Regions from separate parts of the Mus musculus genome. Here regions 1, 2, 3, 4, 5 and 7 are each linked to region 6. The links are chromatin contacts, called in public HiChIP or PLAC-seq, Micro-C and promoter capture Hi-C maps. All regions are on one chromosome and are shown on one strand. Each heading gives the region's core, a stretch centred on a gene start, on an enhancer-like site or on the middle of the called end of the contact. The rest is flanking DNA. Distances are from core to core; before and after follow the strand shown. Region 1 holds the start of Nipal3 (NIPA-like domain containing 3). Region 2 holds the start of Eloa (elongin A). Region 3 holds the start of Gale (galactose-4-epimerase, UDP). Region 4 holds the start of Tmem222 (transmembrane protein 222). Region 5 holds the start of Pithd1 (PITH (C-terminal proteasome-interacting domain of thioredoxin-like) domain containing 1). Region 6 holds the start of Stmn1 (stathmin 1). Region 7 holds the start of Wdtc1 (WD and tetratricopeptide repeats 1).

The links. Promoter capture Hi-C pulls out the DNA fragments that hold promoters and counts their contacts. A called contact is a pair of places that touch in the nucleus more often than the background predicts. HiChIP or PLAC-seq counts read pairs in DNA pulled down with a chosen protein or histone mark.
Region 1: a promoter capture Hi-C map of liver shows a contact between it and region 6, with 2.9 times the contacts expected there. The contact joins the promoter of Nipal3 here to the promoter of Stmn1 in region 6. A contact is called at or near these places in 1 of 39 promoter capture datasets (liver) and 1 of 115 datasets of contacts at active chromatin or transcription factors (pancreatic cancer cells).
Region 2: a contact with region 6 is called in an HNF4G HiChIP or PLAC-seq map of pancreatic cancer cells. The contact joins the promoter of Eloa here to the promoter of Stmn1 in region 6. A contact is called at or near these places in 1 of 39 promoter capture datasets (liver) and 2 of 115 datasets of contacts at active chromatin or transcription factors (microglia and pancreatic cancer cells).
Region 3: a FOXA1 HiChIP or PLAC-seq map of pancreatic cancer cells shows a contact between it and region 6. The contact joins the promoter of Gale here to the promoter of Stmn1 in region 6. A contact is called at or near these places in 1 of 39 promoter capture datasets (hippocampal neurons) and 1 of 115 datasets of contacts at active chromatin or transcription factors (pancreatic cancer cells).
Region 4: a FOXA1 HiChIP or PLAC-seq map of pancreatic cancer cells shows a contact between it and region 6. The contact joins the promoter of Tmem222 here to the promoter of Stmn1 in region 6.
Region 5: a Micro-C map of embryonic stem cells shows a contact between it and region 6, with 7 times the contacts expected there. The contact joins the promoter of Pithd1 here to the promoter of Stmn1 in region 6. A contact is called at or near these places in 1 of 39 promoter capture datasets (hippocampal neurons) and 1 of 484 Hi-C or Micro-C datasets (embryonic stem cells).
Region 7: a contact with region 6 is called in a promoter capture Hi-C map of pre-B cells, with 4 times the contacts expected there. The contact joins the promoter of Wdtc1 here to the promoter of Stmn1 in region 6. A contact is called at or near these places in 2 of 39 promoter capture datasets (liver and pre-B cells) and 1 of 484 Hi-C or Micro-C datasets (B cells).

Annotation. Positions count from the first base shown.
Region 1 is chr4:135,493,183-135,495,913 of GRCm38.p6, forward strand. Nipal3 (NIPA-like domain containing 3) reads right to left here and starts at 1,396. Exons shown (of 12, transcript NM_028995.4): 1 at 1,248-1,396. It also overlaps a transcript of Stpg1 not described here.
Region 2 is chr4:136,020,309-136,023,008 of GRCm38.p6, forward strand. It overlaps Eloa (elongin A), which reads right to left and starts at 1,341. Exons shown (of 11, transcript NM_013736.4): 1 at 1,243-1,341. The coding sequence starts at 1,317.
Region 3 is chr4:135,962,392-135,965,091 of GRCm38.p6, forward strand. It overlaps Gale (galactose-4-epimerase, UDP), which reads left to right and starts at 1,334. Exons shown (of 11, transcript NM_001356493.1): 1 at 1,334-1,397. It overlaps Hmgcl (3-hydroxy-3-methylglutaryl-Coenzyme A lyase), which reads left to right. Exons shown (of 9, transcript NM_008254.3): 9 at 1-277.
Region 4 is chr4:133,276,434-133,279,156 of GRCm38.p6, forward strand. Tmem222 (transmembrane protein 222) reads right to left here and starts at 1,357. Exons shown (of 6, transcript NM_025667.3): 1 at 1,098-1,357. The coding sequence starts at 1,291.
Region 5 is chr4:135,985,977-135,988,752 of GRCm38.p6, forward strand. It overlaps Pithd1 (PITH (C-terminal proteasome-interacting domain of thioredoxin-like) domain containing 1), which reads right to left and starts at 1,268. Exons shown (of 6, transcript NM_025411.4): 1 at 962-1,268; 2 at 416-459; 3 at 1-42. The coding sequence starts at 1,159.
Region 6 is chr4:134,466,953-134,469,782 of GRCm38.p6, forward strand. Stmn1 (stathmin 1) reads left to right here and starts at 1,368. Exons shown (of 5, transcript NM_019641.4): 1 at 1,368-1,477.
Region 7 is chr4:133,337,939-133,340,713 of GRCm38.p6, forward strand. Wdtc1 (WD and tetratricopeptide repeats 1) reads right to left here and starts at 1,377. Exons shown (of 16, transcript NM_199306.4): 1 at 1,058-1,377.

The DNA of each region.
Region 1 (2,731 bases), core at 146-2,645, 1.0 Mb after region 6:
GAGAGCTCCTTCTACCTGGGAGAGACCTAGGGCTGCTTCCAGCCTGGAGTTGAGGGGGCCCTGGATTGAAGGCACCTGTCAGGTCCTCTGCTGTTCCTGGAAACCTAGCTCAGAGCCTGGCAAGGTAACTTGCATAGATGCCCACTCGACCAAATGTAATGCCCATGATACACTGTGGTTTAAAAAAAGAATGCCTTACTCAGAACCCATGGCCACAAACAGATATACCCAGCCCCACCCACAGGATGTCAGAAAATGCAAACAGGCCTTGGGAACCAGCTAGGGAGGACAGCAGGTTGTCTCCCCCCACCGCACCCCTCTGTGTGTGTGTGTGTGTGTGTGTGTGTTGAGTCACTGGCTTTTAAACAGTAGCTTCAACTCCCCTCTCTACCCAGGGAACCCCCAGAGCTCTGAATACCCAAAGACAGAGGGAGGAAGATTCTCCTTGAACTGCCGTGTAGCATCACCCCAAAGCCTCCGTGGACTCTGTAAGTTGCATTCCCTTATAAGGCTCACACTTTGGCCTGGTGATGGTTTATTGTTGGTCCAAGGCTGACATATGTCCAAGAGGCACACAGCCAAGCCAGTGTTGACAATCACAGTCACAGTTTATGGTCACTGACCCAAGAGAATTCACAAAGTGCTTGCTTCCACTCGAATCCCCCGGCCTCATCTAAATGAATAACTCCGTTAACCCCACCGAGCAAGTCTTCCAGCGAGCATAACAGCCTCGCGGCCATGAAATTGGCTGTAACTAAAAACAAGGGTGTGTGTGTGTGTCCGCGCGCGCCCCCCCGCGTGCGTGCATGGAGGTCTTGTCACCACCTGACGATTCAGTTTGACCAAAGAACGTCGGTTTCATGCCAAGCTTTTCTTTCCCGGGGCTTTTGAGCACTGAGGGGTGACATTCTCGGAGAGACACACCTCTGTTTCAGTACCAAGCACAGAGCTCCCTCCATCCACCTGCCAGTCGCACCGGCTATTTCCTGCACGCTGGAGCCGGCAGTACTGGCCTTCCACTTCCTCATCTGGTAACGCCCAGCATCTCCTTCATTAAGGCAAACCCGTGCCCACCCTCCTTGAAAATATGGAAGAGACAAAAAAAAAAAAAAAAAAAAAAAATCGGAGGCAACAGAACCCAAACTGACAAGGCTGGCAACAACAAGGGAGACTATATTTATACTAGGGGATCAAAACAGCAAGCCTGATTTCAAGTACCCCTTCCCTCAGTCATGACCGTGACTCACCCGGGACGTTCCTTCTAGATCCACCTATCCCAGGTTCCGGAGAAGCGACTCGGACACTCCGTGCCACCCCTAGGTACAGCCTCTTGGATCCCTTCCCAGCTCCGAGTTTCCAAGGGGCTGCAGTGTTTTGCTTTCAAAGGTGGAGACTTGATTTGTTACACTGCCTGCCAGTCCCAAGCTGGCGAAGCCTCTGCGCAGGCGAGTGGTTGTCGGGAGGGGATGGGCGGGACATCCTGAAATAATTGGCTGCGTCGCCAAGCTCGCTTGAAGCGTAGGGGCGACCTGACACTCACCTGGAGGAGTCCCCTCTAGCGGCCAAAGGAAGAAGTCCGGGCTGCTTTGGTCCCCAAGTTATGGCTGCTCACCTCCACCTGCCGGACAAGTAGGCTGGGCTTAAGCAGCCCGCCTGGTGTCCCCCCGCAGTCTGCGCTAACTGCCACCGACCGTCCCGGGCGGCGCCCCTGCTGCTTCCATCAGGTAGCTCCAGTATCGAAACCCAGCAGAGCCCTGACACGTCTCGGGGACCGTGCGTACCCCTTCTTTCCTGCGCCTGCGTCCCACCTGTTGGCTGTATTGCGTCCTTAATTTCCCGGTACGCCTGCAGCTCAGCAGCCCCGGTAGGCTGTCAATCATCCTAGTAGTCCCGTCCCCCCCCCCGCACCCCTCCCCCGCCCGCTGCTGTTTCCCAGGGGTTCGGCTGTGAGCATGAACCTGCGCGTGGAGCTTCCAGCGCGCTCATTTTTCAGCACGCGCCGTTCAGTCCAGAGCCGCACAGCAACCTCTGGGGGAGATGTTGAGATCACACAGGTTTTACGAGGAAATGACATTGGGGAGACCTCAGCGATGGAAACGCGGTAGAACTGGGAGGGAGAGTTTAAGAGAGGATGGAGCTGCCATATTGTATTATGGGAGATGCCCAAAGACCAACTGGGTCGGTGCGAGATTTTTTTTTTTTTTCTTGAGGCGTGGGTGGCAGGAGATGTGATCTGAGGAACAAGCGGGAGACAGTTTCTAACAGGGGACTATCCCATAATTTTAAAGAAGACGCTGGTGGGTTTAAGCCGGGCTGTGGCTAGGCACTGTGGCTGCGGTGAAACGGGTAAGGGGCTCTTGGAATACTGCACGGTTGCCCTTGGGGAATTATGTCATCGACCTTTCTGCTCTCACACTCAGGGTGTGGATGGATGGGTAGGAACACTTGGGTTTATTCCTTCGATGAGTCACAAAAACAACAAACCAAACAAACCCAACAACCAAACAAAACCGAAACAATCAAACAAACAAACAAACAAGAAAAGGGAACTGAACCCCAGAAACAAAAACCCTAATAGTTAGTTCCCTGCCTAACAGGTTCTCCTTAGCATTGTCAATCCGAACCCCAAAATTCTGGTAGCTTTTTTTGTTGGTTTTTGAAACGTCTCCAACGATTGGTCAACAGCTTTTCACATTAAAGACACAGAGGACACCCCTGGCTAGTTAGCCAG
Region 2 (2,700 bases), core at 91-2,590, 1.6 Mb after region 6:
GGATTTTTATTTTTTTTAACCTGATGGCAGAAACAACAAAATGAGGGTGGTTACTTTAAGGTCAGTCACAAATCTTATAGTGTTCAGAAAGACAATCTGGGACTTGGAAATAATGACCATTTATTAGATGCCCACAAAGGGTTATTGTAAAAAGAACTTGTAAATATGTCTGACCAAAGGTCCCCAAGGCCTCCAAAGAAAGTAAAACACAAGACAATTGAAACATTTACGTTTTCGCTGACTTATAACAACAGCTTCTGAAGAAGTGTATCTCTGAGCTAAAGGAGGGTAGTTAAAAAGTGGCCCGGAGGTTGAGAGGTAGTGACCCAACTAGGAACAAGAAGAGTGAATGGGGTCCCTGACTGGAAATTCTGATGGTGATTAACACTTATAAAGAGCACTTGGGTCTAGCTGGTATTTCAGGAAGAAACTAGAGAAGGGACAGGTCGAGCAGAGAACTCCTCCAAAGTCCCGAGCTGGTGCTGGCTAGGAACCTAGATTGCATGTGTAAGTCCGCTCGCTGTCTCCCTCCACCACTTCCTCTTCCACTCAGCTCGCTGGACACTTCACCTTTTAGGAACCTCAGGCCCAGGCTAGAATGCTGACAAGCCATGTCACACCCTTTGGTGTTTTCGGCTAGAGACTACAGTGAAAACGATTCTAATTCCCACCATACCCTCTTCGTAGAGCTCAGAGAAGCCTAGACACCCGGGGGACCGCGAGGGGATACAATGTATTTAAAAAGTAACAGTTTCTAAAAAGGAGCAACAAAGTAGTTAAGTGCAATTAAACATGGTTGCTCATCACAGCCTGGTCCCACCTTCCAGTATGTCAGAGCGGAGTTAACACGCTCACGCCCTCATCCAGGACCCGAGCTCCAGGAGCAGAGCTCGAAAAACCCCAAGGCGTTCCCCGTTTTCTCGGCTAAAGGGCAGGGTACAGCACAGGGGTCCTCGAGCCGCAGGACCCCCAAGCAGCGGACGGAGTCGCTCGGCTGCAACGGGGAAACAGCTGGCGCGGCTGCCCGAACCCCGGGGAGAGCCGCAAGGCCCGGCCGCCCCTCCAGTCCTCAGCCCCCAGCCGGGGTGCGCCCGCCGGCCGCGAACTCCCCACTGCCCCGCGCCGCTCCGTGGGGCCTGGCTCCGGGTCGGAGGAGAACCCCACTGCGCCCTGCCCGCGACCGTTACAGGGCCCGCGCCGCGCCCAACGCCCGCCCGCGCCGCCCGCCCGCCCGCCGCTCACCTTCTTGGGGTCCGGGTTCGCAGCCAGGCGCGCCTGGAGCTTCTCCACAACTTGGAGCGCCGACTCCGCCGCCATCGCTGTCACTGGCGCGGCCTCCTCGCCGGAACTGGGCTCGCGTCGCGTCCTCGGGCCGCAACTCCGCCCTCCGTGAGGGCCCGGCGGAGACGGAAGCGCGAATGGTCCCTTCCGGGCCTCCGCTGGGGGTGTGTGTATGTGTGGAAGGCCTCAGGACCCGCCCCCGCGCCAGACCACGCCCACTATATCACGGCGATCTGTCGAATACAGCACAGGTCACGCCCCCGACACGCCCAACCCAGAGCCACGCAACCAGCCACGCCCCCAAGCCTGTATTCTGCAAGCCAAACTCTGGCTTTAACTCTCACGCACCGCCTTTCCAGTCATACGCTCGTTTTCGCCTAAGGGTGGGTGGAGTCAGTGATCAGGGTCCGACGCGGCTCCAGGGACCCTTGGAGTGGAAGGAAAGAACTGACTCAGGTAAATTATCTGACTTCCACCTGCAAGCTGTGACACACCCTCGCAATAAAAGAAATCGTGTAATTTTAAAGTAACTTAACGGTATTGTAATTTTGGGAAAGCAATCCAGGCTGTCTGGTTTCAAGGCAATTTGAAACACTAGAAATAAAAATAATAACACATTATTAACCACCTTGTCTGCAAAATCAGAGAGCAGCCCCTTTTATTAGACTGTTCATGTGACATTCTTTTCTTTTCTTTCTTTCTTTCCTTTCTTTCTTTCTCTCTTTCTTTTTATTTCTTTTCTCAAAAAGGATTTCTATGTGTAGCCTTGGAGGTCCTGGAACTCACTCTGTAGACGAAGCTAGCCTTAAACTCACAGAGATCCACCTGCCTCTACGTCCTAAGGGCCAGGATTAAAGTTGTATGCCACCACCACCTGGCTCCATTTAAAAATAAATTAAATCATAATGAATAAAAAGTCATAATATATTAAAAACCAAACTGAACTACATGAGATTCTGTCAGAAAAGAGCCGCTGGGCGTGGTGGTGCACGCCTTTAATCCCAGCACTCGGGAGGTAGAGGCAGGAGGATTTCTGAGTTCAAGGCCAGCCTGGTCTACAAAGTGAATTCCAGGACAGCCAGGGCTATACAGAGAAACCCTGTCTCGAAAAACCAAAAAAGAAAAAAAGAAAAGAAAAGAGCCAGGCAGTGGTGATGCATGCCTTTAATCCCAGCACTTGGGAGGCAGAGGCAGGTGGATTTCTGAGTTCAAGGCCAGCCTGGTCTACAGAGGGAGTTCCAGGACAACCAGAGTTACACAGAGAAACCCTGTCTCAAAAAACCTGTATATCCCTGGCTGTCCTGGAACTCACTTTGTAGACCAGGCTGGCCTTGAACTCAGAAATCCACCTGCCTCTGCCTCCCAAGTGCTGGGATTAAAGGTGAATGCCAAAAATAAATCTTTTAAATAAGAAAGAAT
Region 3 (2,700 bases), core at 84-2,583, 1.5 Mb after region 6:
GGCCCTGGGTGAGTCTGCCTGCCAACAGAGCTGATGTCCACCGCCGCAGGGCCTTTGTTCTACCTCTGAGGACAGAGAGCAGTTTCCCCTTATGCCAGCAGAGCATTTGCTGGAATGGTGGGGGTTGATCTGCATCTGTGGTCATCTGCCAACGAAATCTCCACTCTGTGTGTGATTTTTTTGAAAACAGCTTATGTAATTAAAGGTTTAATTTTCTAATATAACATTCAAACGTGTGTTTATGGGTGGAGGAGTAAAATTGCTCTGAGGGAAGAGGGAAGGTTTTGTGGCTGGTTCATCTTTGGATCTCTTCCATCGCCACACCCAAGCCCCCAGACCACTGACTGGAAATCATTGCTGTGGGGAACACCCTAGGACTCGCTTCTGAGAACGTGCCTGTTTCCAGAGCAGGAAGATAGATCAGGAAGATAGATCTCTTACTGGTCTGGAACTAGCTAAGGAGACTAGGCTGGCTGGCCAGTGAACCCCAGGGATCCATCTGTATCTGCTTCCAGTGAGATAACAAACTTCCACAATGGTCAACTTGACAGTATTATTATTATTATTATTATTATTATTTATTCACGCGCTAGCTATCTTCAGCTTCCCTTTTCATAAACTCACTGAAATTCTGCTGGGCCTGAAGACCTGTACTACCAGGAAAGATTTAGCTTCATTTATGTATTTGTGAGAGAATGCCAGCTATGTATGGTATGTGCAACGGAGGTCAGAAGCGGGCATGGCATCCTATGTAATGAGAGGCGGTAGGTATGTGGGTGCCAGAAACAGGACTCGGGGCCTCTGCAGGAGCAGCCTCCCGAATGCTGGGATTAAAGGCGTGTGCCACCACCGCCCGGTCCCGCTTTGTATCTTAAACCGAGACAAAAGTGTCTTGAGTCCCTATACGGGGGCAGGTGCGCAAACACAGCTTTGGGGGAGGGAGGCAGCGGCTCAGCGATGGGCACAGCAATTGCTACTGTGAATGTCAAGGTTCCTTCGCCATCGCGGGTTTCTTCCCACGTGAACTTGGACGCAGCCCGGGCCAGCCATGTCCTCCAACTGGAGCTGCCCGACCAAGGGTTTGACACAAACAGTGGCTCTGAGTGGAGGGACTAGAAAGGGCCCAGTCCCGACCTTGTTTCTCCTCAACAGCCCGCCGGTAACCGGATGGCGTCCGCACCCCTCATTTCCGCCCTCGATGGAAGCGCACTGCGCAGGCGTTTAAAGCCTGTGCAGACCATTTGTCCCTCCAGGGTTGCCGTCCAGGCAGTAACCCAGTACACACGTTTCCTGGAGGGCGTGGAGGGGCGGGGTCGGGCTGGGCTGTCAGGTCTTAAAGGGGCCGCGGCGCTGGTCGCGGGAGGCGGTGCCTGGAGTCAGCGCTGGAGCTTCCGCAGGTTCGGCCGGTAGAATGAAGGGCTTAGTGAGCTCGGAAGGGCCAATGCTTGGTGGGGAGCGAGGAGGTTCCAAGAGGGTCGGTTCGTGTTCGGAACAGGGCCAGGCTCACCCCTTCTGCTCGCGTTTTCCGCAACCGTAGCGGGGGCCACCCGAGCCCATTCATTCGGGGCTCGGCTCCCCGCTCCTGCTCCCAGCCCAGACCCGAAGTCCAGAGCTAAGCTCCGCCTCGCCCAGGCTGCTGAGACCCAGCATCCGCTCTCCTGCCTTGTACAGACAGGGAAAACTGAGGAGGGGACCGCTGACCAAGGTCATCCCCTAGTCCGGAGCGGAGCGACCTCAGAGCAGCCTTTCTGCCACCAGAGTCCCCTCAGCGACCGCCTCCCCGCGTCTTCGCGCAATGCGGGAGCTGCAGGGAGTCGCGGGGCATAGTCTCGGGGATCCCCCTTAGTCAGTTCTTATTGCTGTGTGACCCCAGGCCGACTGCCTCTGGGCTCAGACCCTAGTACCCAGGGCTGGTAGAAACACCTGCCACATCCAGATGTTGGGAAAATAACGCACAAGTGCGGGGTAGTGATTCTGGGTCGCACTGGACGCCCCGTCCAGTGGGCTGCAGCAGAATAACCCCAGCAGAAACTTGAGGCAGCTCGGAGAAAGACGGCAGCGAGCCAGGTCGTGAAAATGAAAGGCCTCACTGTGTGGACTGCCTCTCTGTCCGCCCAGCAGTTTGCTCAGGGTGGGGATGCACACCTGGCAGCGGAGAGCGAGCCAAATCCACGTCGACACCGGCTCACTTGGTGCTGCCCTCCTTGGGCGGGATCTGTGGCTCCAAGTCAGCTGGGCCAAAGCTGAGCTATTGGCTGCCCCAGGGTGGGGTGAAGCCCTACCCACTCCAGGGCTGTTGGCACTGCAGCCTCTGAGCTGGGCACAGCCTTCCTGGCTAAGGACCCCACCCTTGAGGCCATTTGGCGTTCTTACTGCTTCCTCCCAACTGACCTTCCAGGGGAAGGGTTGTTGGAGCACTAGATGTTAGTCATCAAACCCAGGAACCTTTTGCTCCGGGGAAAAGGTGTCAGTTTACAGGGACAGGTCCCTTTTTCTGTATCCTAGCCTCCCATTCTTAAGCGATGTTCTTCTGCCCGAGACTGTCCATACTCCAGACATGGAGGCAGGAAGGGTGGGTCTTCAAAAGGCCCATCTTCCCACCCTCTGTCAACAGGAACTAGACAGCATGGTGTGTCTGATGTCCTACATATGCAGGTGGCAGACCTTTAAACTGCTTCATTGGGCCCTCCTAATACATGG
Region 4 (2,723 bases), core at 107-2,606, 1.2 Mb before region 6:
AGGGCTACATATCAAGCTCATGTCTCAGTCAAAACCAATAAAATAAATAAATACAAAATCGAAAGATTAAAATGATTTGAAGATCAGAAACATTTGAGACTAAAAATATTCCTTCTCCACACAACTTGGCTCTGTTTGTTTGTTTGTTTGAGATTGGGGCTCACTATACATGCCTGGCTGGCCTGGAACTCCTACCATATAATTCAGGCTGCCCTCCAACTCACAGACATCTGCTTGCCTCTGCCTCCAAGTGCTATGGTTAAAAGTATGGATCCCCGTGCCTGGTAGCTGATTTTGATAGAAGGAAAGAAAAGAGTACCTCCTCAGGTGAGAGGTAGGATGCCACAGCTGAAAGATGAGTTATATATAGTCAGTGAACTAACTGGCTTCTGAATATCTTCTTGCTGGGATAGTCAACGGACCAAGACGATGTTACAAAGGAACTCAGCTTCCCCATGGGGGAAGGGGATTTCTACTACAGAAAATAAAGCTTGTAAACTGTCCAGACTGTTAGGATTAAGGTAGGAGGGTTGTAAGCTGCATTCTTCCACTGGGAGGCAGATACCTAGGTCGCTGAGACTGCTTTGTAACTCAAATGATGTAGGGGGAAAAACGCCAGCACGGACCTCCCAATGCTGACATTCCACGAACCAGTGTGGCTTCGATCAAACACTCAGTTCTGTTTCTAAAGGCGAAACGTCTTGTGCATAACAGACGACAAGTACGCGCTCGTTTGCTCAATGAGTGAAAAAACAAAAACAAAAACCAACGGGGAATGAATGACGATGCCTCTTCAGACAATGATTAAGGGTCTTTTCTGTACGCCTGCAGCTTAAGGGCGTGCTAATGACCAGATCTTTGCTGCTGATCTACACTTCTCCTCCTCTCCAGTTAGACCTGGGGGAACCAGGGCCGGAACTATGCCCCACATCCAAGGGGACCGCGCACCTCATAGGTGACGAGAGCTCTAGGGGACTGGGGGCTAGCCTGGCCCGGAGTACGGGTTGCTGCAAGTCTGGGGAAAAAAAAGCTAGCATGGCACCCCGGAGGATGCTCGGGCCCTCGGCGACTTCGCGCTGACATCGGAAGACACTCACGTGAGCACCGGGATGGGTGTCCACACCACGCAGTAGGGGAAGCGGCTCCGCTCCACGTCCATGACAACGCCACCGGACCCGTGGTACTGCTTCATGTCCGTCTCGGCCCCCGTCGGCGTTTCTACTTCCGCCATCCGAGGAGGGGGCGGCGGCGGCTGTAACAGAAGCGGAGAACTCCCTTCCGCTTCCGCCATCCCGCGCGCGTCCCGCTCGGGAAGGCCGACCGCGCCGCCGCTCGCCCCTGTGTCATCACTTCCGGGAGGCGGAGTGTCCTCTCGGTCGATCTTCCCCCGGGGAATTGGAGCCTTGTCCTTCTGGGCCCGGCTAGTTTAGCCTCTTTCCCGTGTTTGTAGCGGAGCATTTCCGTGGACCTCAGGAAGCTCTCAGTCGAGCCCCGGGAACCCACAACCAACCGCGGTTCCGCATGCCGGCACGTGGTGCAGGCACTCTTTATTGATCACTTCTTAGGTGCCAAGCATGTGATATTCATTGGTACTACTGTCTATAAACTGATTAGACGTGCAAATTTAGTTGTTTCCCCCAGAAAACAAATCAGAGACAAAGGCTCTTAGAAATGAAGTGAGCAACGATTCAAACGCAAGTCTTTGTAGATTTCCTTTGTCCTTTTTAGTCTGTGGCATGAGTTACATAATAGTCTGTTACGTGATGGTGTAAAAAGGGAGGTCAAACTAAAATCTTGGTGTGTATGGGAGACACGTACACTTGGTGTGTATGGGAGGGAGCAGCCTTGGGCCTGGGGAGAGCACGGATGCAGAAGTGCCAAGACAGGAAACTTGAGGTCACTATGTGCAGTAGAGAATATCATCCAAGACTTATCTAAATCTCTTTATTGTTCGTGTTTTGGGGCACATGTTTGTTTTTGTTTTGAAACAGGGTCTCACTATGTAGCCCTGTCTGTCACTATGTAGACCAGGCTGACATTGAACTCTTAACTCTGCCTCCCAAGTGCTGGGATTTAAAAGGGTACATCACTAAGCCAGGTCCTTTTTTGCTTTATAGAAAACTCGGCAGTTAGCACTTGTCTAAGATCACACTCAAGAACACAAAGTGGCCAGGCTCCAGTCTTGGAATCTTTTGATTTTTCAGAGGGATAATCAGAGAGACATGGAAGTGGAATGTTATGCGGTGAGGAGTGGGTGGGATGGGTTTGGAAGACAAGAAGGGAACCAGGCTATAGGAAGGTGTAAGAAAAATGAGGCAGAAAGGCAAACAGATTGTTTCAACAGGCTGAGACTGAGACTGTTTTATTGGAACAGCGGGCTGGAGGAGATATATATATGTTACAGCTCCTCTTTGTGTGTGTGTGTGTGTGTGTGTATGGTTTGACTGGGACCAGAGTGGGGGTTGTTTTCCATACTCAGGCATATTGTTTCTGCAGGTGAAGCAGACCTGTCAGATAGGGGCTAAGCACTTCATTCTGGCTAGAAGCTATGGCTTAGTACAGCTAGATTCAATTCCTCATCACCTAAGACTATTAGCCAACAGAAGGTGTGGACAAATGTTTAGGGAAGGCAAAAGCTATGCTTTTGAGAAGGTTTGCTTCCATGAAATGAGTCTCCTTTAATAGTAACTTGCCAAAAGCCTGCGGTCCTGATAATTTTTTTT
Region 5 (2,776 bases), core at 18-2,517, 1.5 Mb after region 6:
CCCATTATGATGACGCCTTTCAGCTTGACATTGCCCGTAAACCTGCCAGAATTCCAAAGAGAAGGTTGTCTACCTGGGATTGAACCCTGAGGACCAGCAGCCATGTGACTCTGACAAGACCCTTCCCTTTTAGCTCAGCTGACTCATCTGCCACCTGTAGTCCTTTCAAAGACCCTGTCATTCCATACCTCCAAGAAATGTAATCACCTCAATTATAATTCGACAAATGCATGTGTAGTCACACACACACACACACACAAGCTCCTATACTTACTTTCTCAAACCCACCAAAGAAAATCTACCCCATTTCTAGACACAGGTGTGCACTCTTGACATAGCCATCAAATGAAGTCATCCGAAGAGACAACTGGGTACAGCCCAGTTTGCCTGAGGCAAGAGCCAAGGAGATACTTACGGAATATTAAACAGGAGCTCTTCGTCCGCATCACTTTCAACAAACTGCGGTGCATGGGGAGGAAGCAACAGATATCTGCTGAGAAACTACAATTTCAGGCATCTGGCCTCCCTGTTCTACAAACTGAGTCGCGATGCAAATGGACCTGTCCCAACAACCCGCGCCCAGGTCCTCATAGCTGGGAGCTGCTCAGTCTCCATATTCTAATCACCACGGCCCCTCTTAGAGGGATTCTAATGGGGGTTTCCCAGGCTGCGAACTCAAAAGACCAGTGCTTCTGTGTACCCTTCTGGAGAACCTTCAAATGGCTCTCAAAGGGGTCTGGGTTCCAGGTTAGAAGTACGGATCGCGACCCCAGGCCAGGTGAGGCCATCGGACAGCCATCTGGACCAATGGTCAGAGGAAGAGACAGCAGTCCTCTCTGCTCTCCTCCCTCACATGCCCTCGCCGCCTCGGAAGGGAGGTAAAGCGCCCACCTTGCTCCTCTGGGCCTCAGTTTCCCTGTCTGTCTACCCTGCGAGGCCCCGGGGCTCCCGGGCCGCCCACCTTGGAGCGGTCGGTCCGCTCCTCCCACGGCTTGAAGACGCCGCGGCCGCTGCCCTCGCGGCTCTCGTTGAGGCACTGCAGTCGCTCCAGGTCGATGCGCAGGTACAGCCCGTAGGCCAGGCCGCGCTGCTCGGGCGGCTCCTCGCGCTCAGCGGCGCAGCGACAGCCGCCCCCGCCGTGGCTGTGGCCGTGCGACATGGCGACGCCGCCCGCCGGCTCGCCTGTGACTCCCTCGGCACCGCCGCTCACCCGGAGCTCACTCGGCTCCGCGACGACCGCCAAGCGCCGCCACCGAGGCGTCGTAAAAGGCGCCCCTGCGCGGCGCATGCGCGCGCGGCCCAGAGGGCGGGGCCGGGAGGGATTGACGTGGACCTGCGCCAGCAGAGCTGGACGCTGGCGGTGTCGCTCAGTGGTACCGTTCAAGCGTGGAAACTGTAGGGCTGGGGACGCGTGGCAGGGACGCGAATCCTCCCCTCCCGAGCCAAAGCGTGCGCTTTCTTCCCTAGCGGCCACCTTTCTCCGGCGTGGTGGATAAGGCGGGGCCGACAGCACAGCAAAGCTTGCCTCCTCTCTCCCCCTGACGCCCTGTTAACCTCATCTGTTTACCCCCTACTTTCTCCCGCCTCTTTTCCTTCTCTGTCTCCTTTCTCCGCCTTTCCTTCCATATTTTTAAGCTAGTTTCTCATGTGCCCCAGGCTGACCTCAGATGATCTATGTACCTTCAACTCCTGACCCTCCTGCCTCCAAATCCCAAATTCAGGGATTAAAGGCACGCACCACCAAATCTGGTGTTAGATTTAATTAGTTACATTTATTATATATCTATCATGGGTCTATCTATCTATCTATCTATTTGGTGTCTTCTGTGGCTTATCGCGCTCTTTCCCTTAATAAAGTGTCTTACTACCTAGTTTTGGCTGGAACTATCTACTGAGCCTGGAACTCACTGTGTAGATCAGACTGGCATAAAACGCAACAGAAATCCATCTGCCTCCGCCTCCGGGGCGTTGGGATTGAAGGCATGGGCCATCCTGCTCAGCAGCATCATATTTTTTTGATGCAGTCTCTCACCGGACTCGAGGCTCACCATTTAGACTAGGCTAAATGGTCAGCGAGCTTCTAGGCTCCACCCTCCAAAGCTGGGCTTGCTGCTGGGCCTGTGCTTGGCTTTTATGTGACTGCTGGAGATTTGAACTCTGTCCTTGTGTTTCCACAGCAAATGCTCTTAGCCGCTGAGTCATCTTCATAGCCCATAGCTACCTTCTTGATAGAAGGTATACTCACCACCAGACCTGGGGTGAGAATGCTGGGTCTGTCCCTGACGGTGTGACACTAGGAAAATATCACCTTTTCCTATTCTGAGTCATTTTTCTCTGTTCCGTGGGCAGGATAGTATCTGTTGAGTAGTCACACTGAATAGTAAGGGAAGAATGTGATTCAAGAACTCAACATGTGGGCTGGAGAGATGGCTCAGTGGTTAAGAGCACTGACTGCTCTTCCAGAGGTCCTGCGTTCAATTCCCAGCAACCACATGGTGGCTTACAACCACCTGTAATGGGATCCAATGCCCTCTTCTGGTGTGTCTGAAGACAGCTACAGTGTACTCATATACATAAAATAAATCTTAAGGGAAAAAAAAAAAAAAAAAAAAAAGAAGCCGGGCACAGTGGAGCACACCTTTAATCCCAGCACTCGGGAGGCAGACTGAGTTCGAGGCCAGCCTGATCTACAAAGTGAGTTCTAGGACAGCCCGGGCTATTCAGAGAAACCCTGTCTCGAAACACCCCCTCACCCCCCGCAAAAGAAGAACTCAAC
Region 6 (2,830 bases), core at 118-2,617:
CGTTCTGAGAGGGAAAAGCCTTCCACTGCGCAGAACTGGCTCCTGTTGTTCACATGCTAAGCAAGAACCACTTAGACTGGCTGGGGCGGGGGCAGAGGGAGACTGACCCCACGCAAGGGCAATTGCTGGAAAATATGCCTCTATAAGCATATTCCAGACAACTGTACTTTGCCAATTGCTTGCTTTGTACGTTGTCTGCACAATACAGTTTTCACTGTCCTGTATGCCTATTGTATTTTATCTCGGGTGCTTCCCTCTTGGTTAAGCAGATGTAGGATTGTTTTAAAATTAGGATTGTTTCCACAGAAGCTGTTGTATGTATGGGTTGGCTTTTGAGAGACCAAATCCATTAATAAAATGGTAAACCCAATGAAGAGTTTCTGAGCAGGTGCTTTGGGGAAATGACCACCTCGTGGGGACACAGCTTTGGTCAGCAGAGAGAAGAGGTTCTTAGACAGACAGGGTCACGCTAATTTCCTTTGTGTCTCTGCTATAGTTTTGCTTTATCCCGGCCAGAGGGAACCGTGACCTTGTGGCTCCTTTTGTTTACATTCTCAAAGTGAGCCCAGCCCCGCTCTAGGGAGCACGTGCTTTCAGAACAAAAGGAGCAAAGTGTATCTAGAACTGCCATCGCTCTTCCCTTCCCTTTCCTGTCACCGCAAGGCTTTAGCAGTCCAGATGGAGTCTGCCTTTAAGCTTAGTGGCTTTGTTAAACCCAAGATCAGATTCCAGAGCCTCCCGCTGTCCTGCCTAGATCCCAGTGTTTCCAGCTCGGGAGGCTGAAGGGTAGAATGCAAGTGGCCAAGGGAAGAACCACGCCCGTAATCTGCCAGTAGGAAATGGGTTAGGGACTGCGTTGTTGCGCTACAGGTGACAAGCTGCCGTGTGTCCGTGATAGGACACCGAGGGTAGAGGATCGTGCAGGGGCGTGGAGTGGCACTATCTTGTCACAGGGTTTCGGGCGTTTTAGGCGACCGGGAGGGGTATGGCATCAAAAGGGATATTGCTTAGGGAGCCAAATAAACTCCTATGGCTGGGTAGAGGTAGAGTCCAGTCGGTCGAGGTCTAAAAGAAGTAGGTTAGGACCGACCCCTCCCCTGCTCCTCACCTCGCCCTGCAGTTTTCCTAAAGAGAGTCCCATAACCGATTCAGTCCTGCGGCCGCAGCCAAATGCTCTTCCGATCAGAGACACCCCACCCACCCACGCTAGTCCCGGCTAACACCTAGAGAGACCCCCCACCAGGAGTGCCCCACCCCTAGCATTGTCCTCCTGCCCCCCTGGCCCGGACTACAATTCCCGAAATGCTTCTCTCCAGAGAGGCGGTGCTCTCCAGGCTTCGGGGCGGGACTGGCACGTGCCGTCACCCGCAGCCAATGCGGAGCGCCTGGTCTGGGTCACGTGCCGCTGTTTGGCGCTTTTGTGCGCGCCCAGGTCTGTTGGTGCTCAGAGTGTGGCCAGGCGGCTCGGACCGAGCAGGTGGGTGCAGGCTTGGCTTAGGCGGAGGCTACGGCGGGCTGGGGAGCAGCCGGGAACGCGGCGGGTCCCCCAGCCGGGCACAGGAGATGGGCGGAGACCCCGAGCCCCAGCGGGTGGGGGGCGTTGGTCTTTTGTGTGGAGCTCGGGCGGAGCCTTGGCTTTTGTCCCTATTCCCTGGAGATGCGGGCTGGAGGGGAGGGGGCGCGGCCAGCGCTGGGCTTTAGCCCGGGTGCGAGCGTGGAGACAATAGGAGGCGTGAGCCGTCCTCTGCATCTACCGCCCGGCGGGCGCGGCTGTTCGGGGGGTCCCCATTGTCTGAAGGAGAGCGAGGCTGGGGGCGCTCGTGCTGCTGAGGGGCGGCGCCCGCCCGGTCTCCCGGGGCTTCGGGGCGGTGGTCCCGGACAGCTCTGGGCACTCCGTCAGTGGGTGAAGGCCGTGCGACCGAGCCCTCTACAGCCACCCCAGGGCTGCGTGTCCGCGAGGTGTTTTTGGCGGGAGTTGGGGGGCAGACGGCCGCGCGCTGCCAGCCCGAGAGGGGCGGGGCCACCCCGGAGGACCGTTGGCCCCGCCCATTCTGTCGCTGCCCACGCGCGCGGGCTCCCGAGCGTGGAGAGGTTCGCGGAGATTCGAAAAGGCGCGGGGAGCCGAGGGGCGGGGCCAGGGGCCGGAGCGTAGGGCGTGTTCTGATTGGCCCGGGCCGCCAGCCTGCCCGCCTGGGCCAGGACCACGCCCATGCTGTGTAGTCTGCTGCGTTGGGTGCTCTGCTACAGATAAATGCATTTTTTTTCGTTGCTTCGTTTTTGCAGTGTCTAGTGTTTGGAACCTTTAGTCATACGCTTCGGGGCTAAAAGAATGGTGATCTTTTTAAAAAAAATACTCGAGAACTGTTGAAAAAAATGTTTGCGACATAAGGCATCAAATGTGACAAACCTCAGGCGGGTGTGGTGGCGCTTGTCTGTAATCTCAACACTCAGAAGCTGCCCCCCCCCCCCGCCCATGTATGCATCGAACATGGAACCCAGGGCTTTGCAAATGTTAAGTGTTAACCCAGTGGGCTAAACCCCACCCCTCTACCCTGAGGAGGCTGAGGCAAGAGGATTGTAATTTTACAGCCAGCCTGGATTAAGTAGACCCTGCCCTCAAAAGAAACCTAGAGGTTCATACAACTTCATTTTCTCACTGTGAGGCTAGTAGCTTAAACCCTAGGAACAATAGGACTTGAATATCATTGGCTGCCAGCTTGGGTGTTATTCACCGTGGCAGACACAGACAAAGCAGGGGTGGGTATTTCAATTGCACAATGAGTTGTAGACAGAATTAAGATGGCTCCGATCTCATTGTTGGGTTGAATCT
Region 7 (2,775 bases), core at 127-2,626, 1.1 Mb before region 6:
TCCACCAACACATTTACCTCAAGAGATTTAAGAACACCAGAGACATTCACAAGAAATTAGTCACACTCAGCTGCTAAGATAAATCGTCTGTACTGCTCAGATAAATCGCATGTAAACCCTCATACTTTTTTTTTTTTAATTCTTATTAGTCCTGGTAATGCACCTGCAGCGGAGAGCAAACCATAAGTCGCCAAGAAACTCCAATCACCGGGCTTGGGATGGGGGGTGGGGGGTGGGGCGTGGGACGGGACGCTCCACTAAAGCTTTTCAGAAAGAGATCCTGCGGGTTTGCAGTTTATCTCTACCGATTCTTATTTACCCTTTGAAGTGGGTACTAATAGCCCACTCCCAAGCAGAGACCCTTTGTACTTAGCGCTACAGTCGATGATGCAAACACCTTGGCAAAGTTCAGTTTGGTGCCAGGATGAGCCACTGAAGGCATCTGCGACTGCCAGAAGCCTGAAAACTCACTCTCTTTCTCTCTCTCTCTCTCTCTCTCTCTCTCTCTCTCTCTCTCTCTCTATAGAGAGAGAGAGAGAGAGAGAGAGAGAGAGGAAGGAGAAGGAGAGAAAGAAAGAAAAGGAGTATGGGGTGACAGAAACAGAGAGCAAGAGAGGGAAAGAGAGGCAGAGAGACACGGAAAGAGCAGACCAGGTCATTGACCTCTTGAAACTTCCACCTGCCCCTTTCTTCCTGAGTGCGATCGGCGCCAGATCAGATGTCAAAAACTCCGCAAAAAATAAATAAATAAAAGTCCCGTGATAGGACGACTTCTACCTCTGCCCCGGTGGAGCCTGCGGGACTCCTACAGCCTTCCCCCACCCCCTCCCCCGACCTCCCAGCCAGTCCTCTTCTAGCCTCCCTTCCCCGGCCCTTTCTGCCCTTCCTCGCCGCCGAGGCCTGACCCCTTCCCGGGACACCCCGGAGTCCCGAGGCGATCGGGCTCAGGCCCCCAAGCAGGGAGCCGGCCCAGAGCGGACGGCCCCGGAGCCGGGGCTCTGGGAGCCGGTCCCCGACTCGACATCTGCGGCGGGGATGGGGCGGCGGCGACCCGTACCTGTCAGGTCTCTTCCCAGGACCAGCAGCGGAGCAACTTCAGGAGCCCATGTCGGTCCGGGGGGGCCCGGCCCCTCTCCCGGGAGCAGGGGTGCGGATCCCGGGAAGGGGGCTGGGGACCCGGGCAGCTCTAGCCTCTTCCCATGCTCCCCGCCCGGCGCCTGGCCGGGGCCGGACAGCGCCTCCGCCCGCCCCTGCGCACCGCCTCACACCCGCGCTCACACACACTCACACTCCCTCGCGCGCTCTCACACACGCACTCCCCTCCCTCCTCCTCTGTTTATCTCCTCCAGCTGTCTGGGGACCCAGGAGAAGTCCCGCACTGCGCCTGCGCCACGCAGTCTCCGCGCCGGCCCCGCGTCTCACGGTCCGCGGCTACGCTACGGCGATGGCGCTCGGCAGTTTCCTGAATAGTGAGCGCGGGCCCTAGTCCTCTCTGCCACCCTCACCCCCCCTCCATCGCGCGCCCGGTCAACGTCTGCTGCCGGTGGCGCCCACTAACCTGCTAGCGGGGGAGCCCCCCACTTCGCCGGGGCCAATCGGCTTCACCGCTCGCGGGAACGGCAGCCAGTGGGCGGGCGGAAAAGCGGGGCTCAGCTCTGGAGTATCATGGGAGTCGTAGTTTTTCGCCATCGCAGAGGTCCTGCGGCGTGGACTTGCCCCGCCCGGTTACCATTAGTTACCTGGACGCACCTCCCATCCCACTACACCTTTTCTGAGTCCCAATTCCACATGTTCTCCCAGGTCCAGTACAGACCCTCCAAGGGCTAAGAGCTCATCAAAATTGCTTTTGATGCTGTAAATTAGGGGACACCTAAGGCTAAGACCCTGAGTCCTCCCAGAGCAAAGCCTCAGCCTGCTCCTTGCTCTAGGGGGCTGCTGAAGTTACAGGTTCCATGCTCGAATCTTCAGGTGCTGGAAGGAAAAGGTCCTATGTTGAGTGACCTGGGAGCTCTAGGAACCCAGATCGATGGCAGACAAGGTCTATCTAATACTAGCCAAGTAATTGCTCTTCTGACTTTCAAGCTCCAAGTCAGAACGGAGACACCCTCCTCTCTAAGGGAGTTCCAAGGTGACAAAGGTGGCAGTAAAGATAACTTAAGGGAGAGAGACCAGGAGCTTCAACTCAAAAGCAATCACCTTACATTTCTCTTCTCTTAGAGTGGCAGATACACAGTATGCCAACGTCTAAGTAATAACACTTTTATTTTCACTGTATTGGGCATGCTCTCTTTGATAGATACAATTGTTCCTATGTTTTTAAAAAGAAGAAACAAGCATAAAGTAGTTAAAAAGATGCTAGCCCAGGGTCACACAACTGGTTAGAAAACAAGGAATGAAACCAGGCAGTGCTGGAGACTAAGTACAAACATTTAGCACTTAAGAGTGCTGGTCCAGGGTTGGAGAGATGGCTCAGCGGTTAAGAGCACTGACTGCTCTTCCGAAGGTCCTCAGTTCAAATCCCAGCAACCACTTGGTGGCTCATAACCATCCATAATGAGATATGATGCCCTCTTCTGGTGCCTCTAAGACAGTTACATTGTACTTATTTATAATAAATGAATCTTTGGGCTGGAGCTAGCAGGGCTGACTGGAGTGAGCTAAGGTCCTAAATTCAATTCCCAGCAACTACATGAGGGTTCATAACCATCTGTACAGCTACAGTGTACTCATATACATAAAAATAAACAAATCTTTAAAAGAGTGCTGGTCCTAAGT